3 separate regions of the Mus musculus genome follow, and all the other regions are linked to region 1. Evidence: chromatin contacts called from public HiChIP or PLAC-seq data. All regions are on one chromosome and are shown on one strand. Each heading gives the region's core, a stretch centred on a gene start, on an enhancer-like site or on the middle of the called end of the contact. The rest is flanking DNA. Distances are from core to core; before and after follow the strand shown. Region 1 overlaps Kif21b (kinesin family member 21B). Region 2 overlaps Ddx59 (DEAD box helicase 59). Region 3 has its middle 20 kb from the start of Ddx59.

Evidence for each region. HiChIP or PLAC-seq counts read pairs in DNA pulled down with a chosen protein or histone mark.
Region 2: a contact with region 1 is called in an H3K27ac HiChIP or PLAC-seq map of embryonic stem cells, with 5 read pairs. The contact joins two enhancer-like sites. A contact is called at or near these places in 6 of 39 promoter capture datasets (the 3T3-L1 cell line, the HPC-7 cell line, HPC-7-derived erythroid cells and 3 more), 3 of 484 Hi-C or Micro-C datasets (embryonic fibroblasts, liver and pre-megakaryocyte-erythroid progenitors), 5 of 115 datasets of contacts at active chromatin or transcription factors (embryonic stem cells, extraembryonic endoderm stem cells and memory CD8 T cells) and 2 of 9 other capture datasets (adipose tissue and liver).
Region 3: a contact with region 1 is called in an H3K27ac HiChIP or PLAC-seq map of embryonic stem cells, with 2.6 times the contacts expected there. The contact joins two enhancer-like sites. A contact is called at or near these places in 2 of 115 datasets of contacts at active chromatin or transcription factors (both in embryonic stem cells) and 2 of 9 other capture datasets (embryonic stem cells and liver).

What each region holds. Positions count from the first base shown.
Region 1 is chr1:136,172,298-136,177,014 of GRCm38.p6, forward strand. It overlaps Kif21b (kinesin family member 21B), which reads left to right. Exons shown (of 35, transcript NM_001039472.2): 33 at 1-32; 34 at 506-705; 35 at 1,740-4,717. The coding sequence ends at 1,794. Among named protein-coding and RNA genes, the nearest start is that of Mroh3, 38 kb to the right of the region's middle. Within about 2 kb of position 1,979, at least 91 of the 459 cell types and tissues checked have an H3K27ac peak or open chromatin away from gene starts, as enhancers often do. A contact at or near this core is called in embryonic stem cells, where this site is marked.
Region 2 is chr1:136,426,010-136,430,726 of GRCm38.p6, forward strand. The region is part of intron 4 of Ddx59 (DEAD box helicase 59); the gene reads left to right. Among named protein-coding and RNA genes, the nearest start is that of 9230116N13Rik, 13 kb to the left of the region's middle. Within about 2 kb of position 1,837, at least 35 of the 459 cell types and tissues checked have an H3K27ac peak or open chromatin away from gene starts, as enhancers often do. A contact at or near this core is called in embryonic stem cells, where this site is marked.
Region 3 is chr1:136,392,726-136,397,442 of GRCm38.p6, forward strand. No RefSeq gene overlaps it. Among named protein-coding and RNA genes, the nearest start is that of Ddx59, 20 kb to the right of the region's middle. Within about 2 kb of position 1,981, at least 37 of the 459 cell types and tissues checked have an H3K27ac peak or open chromatin away from gene starts, as enhancers often do. A contact at or near this core is called in embryonic stem cells, where this site is marked.

The DNA.
Region 1 (4,717 bases), core at 729-3,228:
AGTGGGACCTGGACCAGCAGGAGCTCATCCAGGTTTGGGGAAGGGAAGGGAGGAGTGTGCCAGGGCAAGGCCACAGGCAGACCTTAGCAGAGCCCCTCCAAGACTGCCTGCTATCTACCCTCTTCCCTGCTACCTCCACGCCCCTCTCCCTGCAGCCTGCGGGGATTCCGCTGGGGCCCTCTATACCCTGCTATACCCTGCTCTTGACAAAGCCCTTGTGCCCAGTTCTTTGTGGGAGCACTTGACTTTAGCCTAGCTCTCCTGTGGGCTGAAGATTTCTCCAGCAGCACAGATTTAGAATGTGGGACCTGGGGAGAAGAACCCATCTGTGCTTTGGAATCCCCCCAGCCTGGCTCCTGGGAATGGTAGGGTCCATCTGCATGTTAGAGCTGTCCGGAGCCAGGCGGCATTCCTCCATGGCTAGCAGGAGGGGTGATGTGCTCCTGGGGCCCTGGGGCAGGCCCTCTCTCTTCCCTACACCTTATGAGCCCTGGTCCTTCCACAGCAAATCCCCAACGCTCACAAGGACTGGGTGTGCGCCCTGGCCTTTGTACCCGGCCGGCCCATGCTGCTGAGCGCCTGCCGGGCCGGCTTCATCAAGGTCTGGAATGTGGACAACTTCACACCCATTGGTGAGATCAAGGGCCACGACAGCCCCATCAATGCCATCTGCACCAACAGCAAGCACATCTTCACGGCCTCCAGGTAGGTGCTAGGCAGAGAGAGCCGCTTTGCTCCCCTCCTAGAGTGACCAAGTTGACAACTGGCTCAGGGCTCCGCAGCTGTCCCCACACACAGATCCCATCAAGCACTCCTCTTTATATTTAGTGCTCAACTTCACTGAGCACTAGGCACCCAATGTCCTGGGTGCTGCAAAGGCAGGGGATCAGGGAGCCACTGGGCCCCAGGCCAGGACTTGCCCCCCCGCAGCGATCCAAATGGCTCTCACCCCCCAAGGGCTACAGACTGCCCTGCACCACTCCCACACCTCTGCCCCTCCAGCTGTAGCTCTGGCTCCTGTGCAGGCAGTGCCAGGCCCTCTATCCCAGGGACACTACTCAGCCGGGTTTCTTCTTTTCTCTCCTTGTTCCCACCATGTCCCTTCTCTCCCCTCCCATCTCTTCCTACCTCTCTTCTCTGCCTCTACCTCCCACCCCCACCCCCCCTCAAATAGTGACTGCCGGGTAAAGCTGTGGAATTACGTCCCTGGACTCACCCCCTGCCTTCCTCGACGAGTCCTGGCCATAAAGGGCCGCGCCACCACCCTGCCCTGACCTTCCCCCTCCCCCTCTCACTCTTCCCATCTTGCCTTTTCCTGTCTTTCCCCCACCTCGATCTGAGCTGCTTCTTCACGGTATGAGCCTGTTTTACTCTTAACCTTCTTACTTCACGCCCTGCCTGGCCCTACAGATCACCCTCCCCGACCCTCTTGCTAGCATGAGCAGTGGGCCAGAACCCTAAGGTGGCAGAGAACAGGGGGAGGCATTCAGGCCTGGACACAACACAACAGGAAAGTCTGGGACACCAGTCTTGCAGGGTCTTGCAGAGCATGGCCTGGGCCCTCCCCTTACCCAGTACCCCTCCCCGTGAGGTCTTCACTGGTCCTAAGCAGCATCTGCCTTAGCCCAGCCATATGTGAGGGAGGTGGGAAATTTGCCCAACCTTTGCTTTGGGGTGGGGGTGGGGCAACCAGCAGGGTCCACACCCACAGCTGAGCAGCCTCCCTCTGTCCTCCCCAGTGACCTGACAGTGAAGTTCTGGAGCATACGGCGGCTACCAGCAGCCCACCCTTGAAGTTAGGACTAAAGGTGGCTAGACCGTCAGATCAGACCCAGCAGCCTACCCAGCACGGAAAGGAAGCTGTGGCCCGACCTTACCGGAACAGCCAAGTTCACCGGAGTACAGAGGGTGTGGCTCTTCTCTCGCTCTGCTTCCTCCACCACCCCTTCTGTCCCTCCCCTGCCTCCTAAGAAAGACGAGGTGGAGGAGGGACACAAGCTGTGAAGCCAAAGGGCACGATTCCCCAAGCTGCTGCTCCACCTGTTCCCAAGCCTTCCTCTCAACTGGCCACATTGTCTCCTGCTGAGCCAGCCCTGCCCCTCCCCCAGGCCCTCAGCCTCGGTTGAGACCGAGGGAGAAGCAGGGAGAAGCCCCCATCTATCTTCCAGTGAGCTAGCCTCCTCTGTGTCTCCTAGCCCCACCTCCGGAGCCGCTTCACCTGCCTCTGAGCCCACCAAGGTAGTTCTCAGGTAACCATGGAAACCAGATGTAAGCAGCTGAGTCCTGCCGCTCACCCACAGCCAATCCCAGTGGGGCCCCGGCCCAGTCTTTCCTTGAGGTTCTCTTCTGCTGGGGCCTCAGTGGAGCTGTTTAAACAGTTCCTTTGGGGGGAAGGTCAGCGGCACTGCAGTCATTTAATATATTGATTTTTATTTTTGTGTTCTGCTGTTTGCCTCCTGGAAACTGACTTGAAGTTTCTTCCCATTCTTCCCTCCCCTCCTGGCACGGAGGTGGGGTGGGGTGGGGTGGGGGTGGGGGCCTTCCCTCTGCTTGCTCTGCAGATGAGGGGATAGCCTTCTCTATCCTTTGCAGCTCTGACAATTGCCCCGGACCTGCCCATGCCGGCATACCTTCTAGGATAGACCAGGTCTCTAGGCCGCCTAATGCCGCAGTGCCTTTCTCCATCCTGAGGCCTGATATCATGCCGGGCAGCCTTATACTAGCCATGCCCGCAGCCCACTTGTGTCTTCTACTCCTGGGCCTGGTGCCCACAGCCCCTGAAGGTCAGAGCATTCACCCCAACGGCCCAGTACCAGGGAGCTTGGTGGACTGCCCACTAGGTAGGCTTTGAGTAGTAAGGGTACCAGGTCCTTTGCCTAACCCCCCAGCCAGTTATGTTTCCACCCCCAAGGGGCTAGGGAACATCTTCAGCTTCTTTTCCTTTAGTTGTTCCAGAAACAGCCTTAAAACCAGCCTGGGACAAAGGCCCTCCCTTTTCAATTAGCGTGAGGAGGCAGTGACTCCTTGCTTCTCCCCTTGGTGCTGTGGACTCAGCTGCTGGGATGAGGTGAAGTCAGTGTCTAGCGCCCCCTACTGGAACAACTCTGAATTTATAGAACTGGGCCATGAGAGGGGCCAGCTCCGTTCCTCCCCCGGCTTCCCCTGCCCTTAAACTGGTCCACACTTACTCTATTGCTTCACTGGTCTTATGCATCCTGGTCTCATTCCGGGATCCATGAGCCTCAGCCCCATTCAGAGGCCGTGGTGACTTGTGGAGAGCTAGCATAGCGCCACTGTACTTAGCTCTTCTCCCTCTAGGGCGAGTACGTTGGTGCCTGTCCATGAGGCCCTAGGATGGGAGAGTTAGGAACTGATAAGGTCAGACCCTCTCTGAACCTTCCCAGAGCTGTGTCTGAAGCTGAAACTAAGAAGATTGTCCCGCTTATTGGTGGCTCCAGCCAGACACGGTGTTAAGTCTGGGTAAGTGGATATTTAGAACGGAGCACCGGAAAAGCAGATCACCTGGAACCTGGACCGTCTGTCTGCAAAGACCAGAAATCCTCCTTCCCCTGCTCATCCTGGGAGTGTTAAGGAACATCCTTAGCACTCAGAAGTGACCACATCTTCTCCTTCACCCATCTCCACCTAAATGGAAAGCCCGGACCTTACACCCTGTAAGAAAACCCAGAACCCGTCTGCATGGCTGTTTACAAACTACAGAAACACGTGAGACTTTGTCCCGACCCCTCAGGCTGGGCCGCCCCAGCCCGGGGTGCCTGTACTGTATGTATAGCTGCAAGGCCAGTTCTTGCACAAAGTGTGTGTGGTCTTACAGCCCCCGCGAGAGGTGCTCACCGGCATTACCCCTTCTGCCATTTCTGATGGGTCACTACCTCATGGCGGGGCTGCTATGCTGTCCCAGCGAGTGTCATTGACTAAACTTGAAATCGGAGCTCTGAGCTCATCGTCCTGAGCCATTCTGAGCTGTGTTCTGGGAACGTTGGAGTCCCTGCTCACCCACCCTTTCGGGGATGTCCAAGGTACATAGTCAGGGGCAGGACCCCAGCTCCACTCATTGCACAAGCATCCTTCTTGTCGGAAGCACAAACTGGTTGTAATTTGAGCACAATAGCAGGTCTCTGGGTAGACAGTATGAGCAAACTTGGCACCAGGAGATCTTTCCCAGATGGGCTTCGTCTTAGGTTAGACCAGGGCTGCCCGTGTCTGTGAGGTTAGACCAAGGCTGCCCATGTCTTTGGCTGACGCACTATGTACACTGGGAACTATTAATTTACTCCTTGTGCCCCTCCTAGGACTTGAGGCCCAGGCCACATCTGTATCCTGTGGGGGTCCTCTCTAGACCTGCACACCCCAAGCCTTTAACAACCAGAGTATAGCTGGTACCTGACCCTACTGAGCCTGAAGAGCCTGGACCCAGACTCCCATCTCTTGAGCTAACCCCGACATCCTTGCTTCCGATATTGATTAGCTTCCATGGAAAGTGTCTACTGTCCCCACTCTCTTAGGTCTTTTCTGTGCACAGTCCTGGGCCAGGACCCATCCCAGTATTAACCAGTTCAGTGTTTGGTCTTGTTGGTGAGACTTGGTCCGACAGCAGCCAACTCAATGCACATGCTGCCTGGAGCAGCCTTTAGAGACTGCAGAGGAAAGAGAGAGAACTCGAAGAATGAGAGGCTGACCCAGCGCAGCCCTTGAT
Region 2 (4,717 bases), core at 587-3,086, 250 kb after region 1:
GGTACAGGGATGGCATTTGCCCAGTTCTCAAGCTGGTCTGCATGATGTTATGTGGTATGATGATATAGTCCATGTAATAATGATGATGATGATGATGATAATAATAATAATATAGGTCTGTGTGTGTGTATGCGTATTATTTTACTTACTGTGTGTATGTGCTCATGTACTTGCCATGAGTGTCAAGGTTAGAGGACAACTTGTGGAAGCTGGTTCTGTCCTCTGCATGTGGGTTCCAGAGATAAAACTCAGGTTTTTAAGATTGACAGCAAGCACCTTTACCACTGATCCATCTTGACTACCCTATGGTTTTTAATTTAATTTTATTATTATTATTACTGTTGTATATGCGCATGTGTGTACATGCATGAGTATGTGCACAGGATCATGCATTCCATGACACCTGTGTGGAAGTCAGAGGACAACTTTTAGAAGCTGCTTCCTTTCTTCTGTCATGGGGTCCAGGGATTGAACTCAGGTCACCAGGCTTTGGTACAAGTGCCTGTACCCTGAGCCATCCCTGCCAGGCTTATATCTTCCTCATCATCACCATTATCATCACCACCACCACCACCACCACCATCATCATCACCACCACCACCATCATCATCATCATTATCACCATTATCATCACCATCACCACCATCATCACCACCACCACCACCACCACCATCATCATCACCACCACCGGATGGACTATACCACTTAATATCACGCAGACAAGCATGAGAACTGGGCAGATACCATGCTTGCATCCAGGGCACATTTTCCTTCATGTTCCCCACCAGCAGTGACAGCCGAGGTTTGGTGGTAAAGGTGTGAGGCAGGCTCTGACCAGTGGTCACCTGGTGTGCCCTTGTCCCAGCAGACAGCAGGGGACACCTTCAGGCATGTAGAGATAGATGATGGAGCCCAGACTCTCAAAGTCAGGTTTTGAACTTTTTTAAAATTTAATTTATTAATTAATTTTTTTTTAACTTATTCACTTTTCATCCCACTCACTGCCCCATTCCCGATCACCCCCTCCCACAAACCTTCTCCCATTCCACCCTTTTCCTCTGAGTGCACGGATCCCCCTGGGTATCCCCTCACCCTGGCACTTCAAGCCTCTGCAGGGCTAGGAGCTTCCTCTCCCACTGAGGCCAGACAAGGCAGCCCAGCTAGTAGAACGTATCCCAGTACAGGGAACAGCTTTTAGGACAGCCCCCACTCCAGTCGTTCAGGACCCACATGAAGGTCAAGCTGCACAGCTGCTGCATATGTGTGGGGAGGAGGAGGCCTAGGTCCAGCCTGTGGATGTTCTTTAGTTGGTGGTTCAGACTCTGAGGCCCCCCAAGGGTCCAGGTTAGTTGACTGTCAGTCTTCTGGTGGAGTCCCTATTCCCTCCTGGGTCCGCAGTCCTTCCCCCTATTCTTCCATAGAACCCCAAGCTCCGTCCACTATTTGGCTGCGGGTGTCTGCCTCTGTCTGAGTCAGCTGCTGAGAGAACTTGGGCAAGCTCTTTAATCTTACAGAGCAGGAGTGAGGATGAGCAATGTTGGACAGTGTCTGGTAGACTAAGATGTCCAAAGGAAATGAAAAATAATGTAACGGAAACCTTTGAAAGGTGTGCTGAGTCAGCGCCCCCTGGATGGCTGTGGGTAGAAGTCAGGGTGGCCGCACTCTACCTCTTCAGGGCACTTTAACTTTTGTGCGGCAGGTAGGGAGGGGTTCTAGGGCCTGTCAGCCATCCTGGACCATTATGATGCAAAGGAAGTATCTGGTTGTGTGTGGAGTGTCTGAAGCTCCTGCCCCAGTGCCTCAGTATTAAGGGGTGTGGTTTCTTTGTAGCTCAGAGGGAAACAGCCTTATCAGTTGTTGGTGCTGCAGAAGTTAGCACAGGAATGCTGTCAATGTACCGATTAACCAACTCCAGGCGTTTTACATAGAATTGCAGAAATATTTTCATTGTGATTCAAACCTACGTAATACTGAAATTTTGAGAAGAAAGGCATACACTTGAAATAAAGGCAAAAACATTATACTGTCTACCGAGACACAGAAATACTCAAATAGGGACTGGTAAGGTGGCTCAGCAGGTGAAGGTACTTCCTGCCAAGCCCCAAGCCAGATGACCTGAGTTCAGTCTCCAGAACCTGCATGGTAGAAGGAGAGAACAAACTCCAACAAGTTGTTCTGTAACCTACAGACAACACACACACACCACAAATAAATAAATAAACAACATTTTTACTAAAAAAAAAAAAAAAAGTACTTAGATAAACAGTATAGTCCAATGATTGGCAAATATTTTCTCTAAAACAGCAGTAGTGGTGAAGAGCACTGACTACTCTCCCAGGGGACCCAGGTTCAATTCCCAGCACCTACATTGCTGCTCACAACAGTCTGTAATCCCAGTTTCAAGGGAGCTGATGACCTTTCTGGCTTTGGGGCCAGTATGATCTTTTGAAACTAACCTGTACAACTGTAGCAGTATGAAAATCACCAGAGTGGGATGGTGGCATATACCTCTACCTATGCCTTACTGAAGTGCCAAAGGCAGGAGGATCATAAAGTCAAGACCAATCTAGACTTCACAGATAGCAACACTGGGCCTCAAGAAAACCAAGAGGATAAAACAGAAACAAAAACCCAGATGTGGGGCTGAGGAGAGATCTCAGTCAGTGAAGATGCCCTAGTCAGCGCGATACCCGAGATCCTACCATACTAAGTGTGGTAGTGCACACTCAGTGTAGTCCTAGAGCTGGGGAGTGGAGACAGGCAGAAGGGCCAGCCAGTCTACCCTGCTTGGCAAGCTTCAGGCCACTGGGAGATACCACAACGAAAACCAGGGAGAATGGCACCCGAGGTGGACCGGTGGCCATCACACAGGCATACATGTCTGTATGTATACAGGTCCATCTCCAGGAACACCACACACACGCAGACACGAGTACACACGCCTATAAACCCAGCCCTCACCTAGAGAAGCAGAGGCAGAAGGACCTCAGGTTCAGGAGCAGCATGAGTTAGAAAGCGACTCTGATTCAAAACATCAAGGACTGGGGGAAGGAGATGTGAGTGACTCTATAGATTAAGAGGATCTGCTGCTCTCGTAGAGGACCCAGGTTTGATTCCCAGTACCCACAAAGGAGCTCTTAGCTGTCTATGACTGAGTCTCAGGGGATCTGACACCTTCTAGTTCCTGTGCGTACCAGGCACAAGTAGGTACTCATTCATGCATGCCGACAAGCACAGTACACATAGGCTAAAAATAAATCTTTTTTAAAAAAGGATTGTGAGTATAATGGATTGTAAAGTACTTGCCTAGCATTTGCAAGATGTTGGGTTCTATCTATTACACCATTTAAAAAATATATTAGAAGAGGAGAACGGTGGCTGGATGTGACTGGTTTCCACACAACAGGTAAAGGTTGGAAAGTGTCTGATAGCCATAGCTTGTCAACTAGAAGGGAAAACTACTGTAACATAAACTACTGTATTATGCATATGATATGCTAATTGTCCAGGACAGTTAAGATCAGGTATAGAATTAAGAGAGTGAGTGTTTTTCACACTATTAAAAAATAGTAATGGGATTTGAACTGCTCCTTAGAAGATGAGAAAAAAATTTAAAAGCCGGAGGACAGGTGAAATATTCCAGTGAGATGAACAGTCAGAAAGCCCAAGTGACTTGTCGAGGAGGAGGAAGGAGCTGGAGGAATTCTTCCTGAGCAGCAGCAGGAAGTGGAGTTGGGTAGCCAGGGTGGGGTCAAATTATAGAGGCCCTGACGGGAGGCAGGAGCTTGTGGATCTGATGTGGGAGACAGTGAGGCCTTCTAAATTACTCGTTGGGCATAGCATGGTAAAAGTGGTGTTTTAGGGAGGCGATCTCCCTGCTCTCGGTACATGAGATTTAAAGAGGAAGGACCCAGAGACCAGGCATCCAGCGAACCAGCCAAGGAGTGAGGGGGTCAAGGGCAGGGTGGAGGCCCCGGGACTGAAGGGTTAAATCTGAGAGTCCCTGTAAAGTAATCATTTATGAGGCTTCTGATGACATATGGCATATGGGGAAAGAAGGCAGCTGGAGAGGTGACTCCAGAAATTATAGCTGTGCCTTTAATTTTAGAAAGGGTAACCGAGTAAATGTGGGTCCTGGTAATATTGTCTGAGCTTGGCCTTGCTGTGAACAGCAGACGACGGGGAATGCTTTTCTCCTGCACAGGGAGTGCACTGGAGTCTGTGATGTCTACTGGAGTCTGTGACATCTGGTCCTCCAAGAGAAGGCTGGAGGGAAGTGAGCCGAGAAGACAGAGCTGAGAGCCTGGCGTGTGAAGCTGCTGCTGAGTCAGTCAGCAGAGGGACAGGAACTGAGAGTGAGACTGTAAGGAGGGGTGATGACTGCTGCGAGAGGAGGGCCAGGACTCATAATCCCTTGCAGTTTGAAACCTCTGCTCCTGTCACCATCTGTGTCTCTTGTCAGGCCTTCCCTTTGCCCTAGAATAGTCCCACAACCCCATCCTGCTCTTTCCTCTCTGCTTCAGATGAGGGACTTTGAAACTGTCCCCATCCCTCTGCATGGGGACACAGCCTTCCTTCTTTCTGTTCTGTTGGACAGGCTGCAGACTGTGCATGCTCTCTGTACTGTGAAGCTGGCTATATCACAGTAAACCGAGCACAGGTCTGCCCAGCTTGGCCTAGTGTAACAGTAGGCTGGTGCTGGAGGGTGAGTTCAAAG
Region 3 (4,717 bases), core at 731-3,230, 220 kb after region 1:
AAGGACATCTCGGGCCTCAGAGCCTGAGAAGGACACCGTCAGACAGGTGATGTCACTGGCCACTGCCGTTTCCACTGAGCACTGAGGGGCTTCAGGGCAAAGGCCGAAAGGAAACACATTTGATCATTTCTCATGGAATTGGTTTTCACTAAAATTCACTCCTACAGGGAAATTGAATTCTTTTTTTTTTTTTTTTCTGCCAGTCTTCAAAGAGAGAGAAAGTCCTTGTTTCTAGGACATTCTGGTGCCACCACCCCTGAGGGAACAGGTGCCAAAGAACTCCACTTCTTACACAATGTTGAGCTGTGGGGATTGTGGGACACAAGAGCTGCTGTGCCGTTGTGGGGGTGGGGGGAAGAGCTCTTCCAAACAGAAAACACCAACTACAGATCATTTTTATTACTTTGATATTTTGATACTGTTGGGAAAGGGGAACATTTTTTAAAGTCCTGAAAGTTGGAAAGTGGGGCAGGAAAATACTGTGTCTGCAAGGCTAGCCTGGGCTACATAGTGAAACTCTGGTCAATCTGACCTACAGAGGGAGAAGCTGTCTCAAGCCAAGCAAGCAAGCAAACAAGGTTGCTCCTCAGTGTGTTCTTTTGGAGCTATTTCTTTCTTGCTGTTGTTTTATTTTTGAAGGTATTTCTAAAGGGTCCTGGAGGGAGTTTGATTCAGTCTGTGTTGTAATGGAGATTATGTTACTCTGAATTATTTAATTCCACTAAGTGGTAAGAAAAAACGCTGTTGTGCTCTTGAAGAACTGCAGGATGAGAGCCTAGGCTCTGTGTGGAAGGAGAGTTTATGTCTAGGAAAGAAGCGTATAAAAAGCAGAACACAGTGATGTCTGTTTGTTTAGGCTTGTTTGTCAACCTGCTTCATCTTGATTGAATTCTTTATTTAAAAAAATTTTAGTGGTTTGTTTACTTTTATTTTATGTGTATTAGTGTTTGCCTGCATGTATGTCTGTGTATCATGTGCTAAAGTGATGCCCCCAGACACTAGAAAGAGCATTGGATCCCTTGGAACTGGAGTTACAGATGGTTGTAAGCCATCATATAGATGCTGGGATCTGAACCCAGATCCACTGCAAGAGCTGTATAAAAAAAGCTAGCTAAAGATGAGCCAGGGACAAGCCAGCCAGCAATGTTCCTCTGCGCGTGTGTAATATATATATATATATTACACACGCGCACACACACACACACATATATATATATATATTACATATATATGTATAGAGAACAGGCTCTACAGTGTTGACCTCTGATCTCTATGCAATGTTGCAGTACATATGTGCACACATATATATGCATGTATAATACATATATGTATATGAACACTACTACTATCACTACTACTACATCAAATTTGCAAAGCATTCTTTATATTTACACATGTGGGCTCAAACGACCACTTTCTGATCAGAGTCCAGGCCTTCTCCACAGGAGGGAATCCATATTAGGTACCATAAAATATGGTCAGAAGTCCATGGCTGGAGAGGTCGTAGACCCCAGTGGGGAAGCTACCACTGTTGCTTTGCTAAATGGATGGAATGTGTGCACTGAGACGGGAGGTGGACATAGGAGAACCCCCAGAAGCTTATAGGCTAACGAGACTGAGGTATTAAACATGGCAGAAATAGCGAGAGAGATTCTACCTCAAAACAAGGTGGAGAAAGAAAACTGATTATGACATCCACATTTGCTGTGGCATGTACACACACACACACACACACACACAATTACCTATAATAACAAATAAATGAAACATTTACACAAAATCGATTCATGATCTGTCTTGAGATATTGCTACTCTAAACTCTCAGTCATGTTAAAACATGTGGAAAAAAAACAACAACAACAAAATAAACCAAAACAAAAGTTCCCAGTTTTGCCTACATCCGGAGCCTAGAGCCTACCCGCCTGGCTCTTTCTGTGCACTGTGCGTGATGGATGGGCGGAGTCAAGCCCTGCTGAGCTAAACGGGAAGCTGCCAAGTTCTCACTCAGCTTTTCCGCTGATGCTTTTAGCAGATGCTGATGGTCTTTGCTCGCATGCATTATGTCATTAGAGCAAACAGCACTGTGGTACTCTAAATCCATCATGACTGGTGTACTTTTTAGCTAGGACAAAATGGAAAGAGTCATCCACCAATGGTTATCCTGGGGTACAGCGTGTGCGAGAGAGATAGTCGGATCTTGGTTTTTACTTGTTACAAGTTAGTTTTCTAGCATCTTTCTGAGTTAACCATGGACATTTTTTTTCTGCTCTCTTCCTCTTCCTTCCTCTTCTCCTCCTTCTCTTTTCCAGTCGTTGTTGAATCTACCTACATATAAGATCAAGCAACATTATAATGAATGACATTCCTTCTCCATACAAGAAGCCTGTCTTGCTGTTGTTGGGATAATCTCTTGTGCACTGTGTAAAGGTTGTCTTTGTATGAAGCATCACCGGTCTCAGTAGTTTGTAAACATCTTCTCCATCACCTGATTGGTTTAATAAAGAGTTGAATGGCCTATAGCAAGGAAGGAGAAGATAGGCGGGACTTCCAGGCAGAGTTAGGAACTCTGGGAAATAAACCGAGGCAGGAGATGCTCTACTCAGACAGGAAGGTGGGAGATTCCCCAACCAGAGCAGAGGAAAAAACAGGTGCTGGGACATAAGAAAAGGGACAGGGGAAAAAAAAAAAAAAGGACAGAGCTAGACGACCACGTTTACTTACATGAGCTAGTTGAGAGTCTGCTAAGCTAAGAGCAAGCTTTCATAATTAATAAAAGGTCTCTGTGTCATTATTCAGTAGCTGACAGGCCAGAGGCTATTTGGCTATATGCTATATCAACCACCATGGTAATTTTTACAGTAATAGAAAGATAAGCTAAGCATAGAATGTTTTTAGTAGCAACATAAAAGGTATAAACTTAGGGAAATTTATAGACAGAAAATTTGACATTCTATTAAAGAAAGCAAATGAAGTGACGTCATTAAACCAAATTGAGAGTAAATTTTGACTTGGGAAAATATAACATACTTGTGATTTGTAAAAATCTAACCAAAATCCAAAACCATCTTAATGTGTCCCCCCTTCCCCAACACACACACACACACACACACACACACACACACACACACCTTTGGACACTGCTTTAGGAATAATCTGAATAGAACACCTATCTAGAAGCTTCTAGAGAAATAGGCTAACCAGACTTGCGATATCAGCTTATGTATGACCCAGTTCATAAAAGTACTTAACACTGGGCATAGGAACAAGATTGCTTAGGAGAGAGAGTAATGAAGGCCAGGAACTCCTCCTGCTTATGTTCCTGTCTCAAGAGAATCTGAAAATGGTGTAGAAAAATGGCTTAAGATCTACCACTTGCCTTGACTTAAAAACAAATATCCATCGTTGTGTTGGTAGATGGCTAGATGCTTAAATCCTTGTAAGTGATTTAAGCGGTTTAATGTGCCAGTTGTTGCCAAAGTGCTGGTGACCCGAAAGCAAAGAAATAAATAGAAATTCAAATCCGCCCTCAGAGACTTCATGTCAGAACAGGTGACATACTCAGGGTAAAGGGCAGGCAGCGTTAGTGACGGACTGTATAAAGCCACAAAGGATTGATGTTCTCCCAGAGTAACTGTTACATCCTAACCCAGGGGAGATAGGTTGTGCAGCTTGTGTTTTCACAGAAGAGCTCCACTACAAGGCTAACCCAAAAACTTTTGCTTTAAAATGCTCTCCAAGAAAATGAAGGGAGCACACACTGACAGCGGAAACTAGCCTGGGTCACTAGTCAGCAACGCCTGGTTTTGTTCGATTTCATAGTTGGAGTTCCTTGAAGTCAGGTACAGTCTAAAAATGTAACTATGGTGCAATGAAGAACTAAGATAATTTTGCCTAGAACCTAGAGAGGTGACTTAGAGGTCAGAGGCTAGTACTGCTCTTGCAGAGGAACTGAGTTTACTTCCTGGAACCCATGTCAGGTGGCTCATACCTGCATCACTCCAACTCCAGGAAGAGCTGAAGCTTTTGGCCTCTGTGGGCGTCAGCGCTCACATGGCCACATAGTTTAAGATACTTGTAAAATATATTTTTTGTTTTAGTTTGTTGAGCCAGGGGACTTAGATCTGGGACTTAGGGACTTCGGACTTAGCTAGGGCTGGTGGTCTTAGACTCCCTATGTAGCTGAGGTGACCTTAAACATCTGATACTTCTGCCTCCTCCTCCCAAATGCTGGGATTACAGACATGTGCCATCCAATTCAGATTATTTCTATGTTCAAATACATCTTGTTTTATTTTCAGTTTTAATAAAGTAAATCTTATATACTTATTTTGACACGTATGCTTATTGACATTATTAATTATATACAATAATGGGTTTCATCATGACATTTTCATACATATATATGACATACTTTGATCATAGTCTCCTCTAATACCCTCTTGTTCCCCCATCCTCCCCCACTCTTTCTAATTGCCTCCTTTTCCCAACTAGTTCCTCCTCATTTCCTTTCTTTCTTTCTTTCTTTTTTTTTTTTTTTTTCTGCCCTGGTGACTCAATGAGTTTTAACTGGGCAAATTACAAGAGACAGAGACAGGGACAGAGACAGAGACAGAGGAGAGAAAGTTTACATAAACTATACATTAGACTATGCTGTTTTAATTGCTTGTTGGTATCTTTTACTGGGCTCACTTTATAAATTAAGCTTTACTGCAGGTAT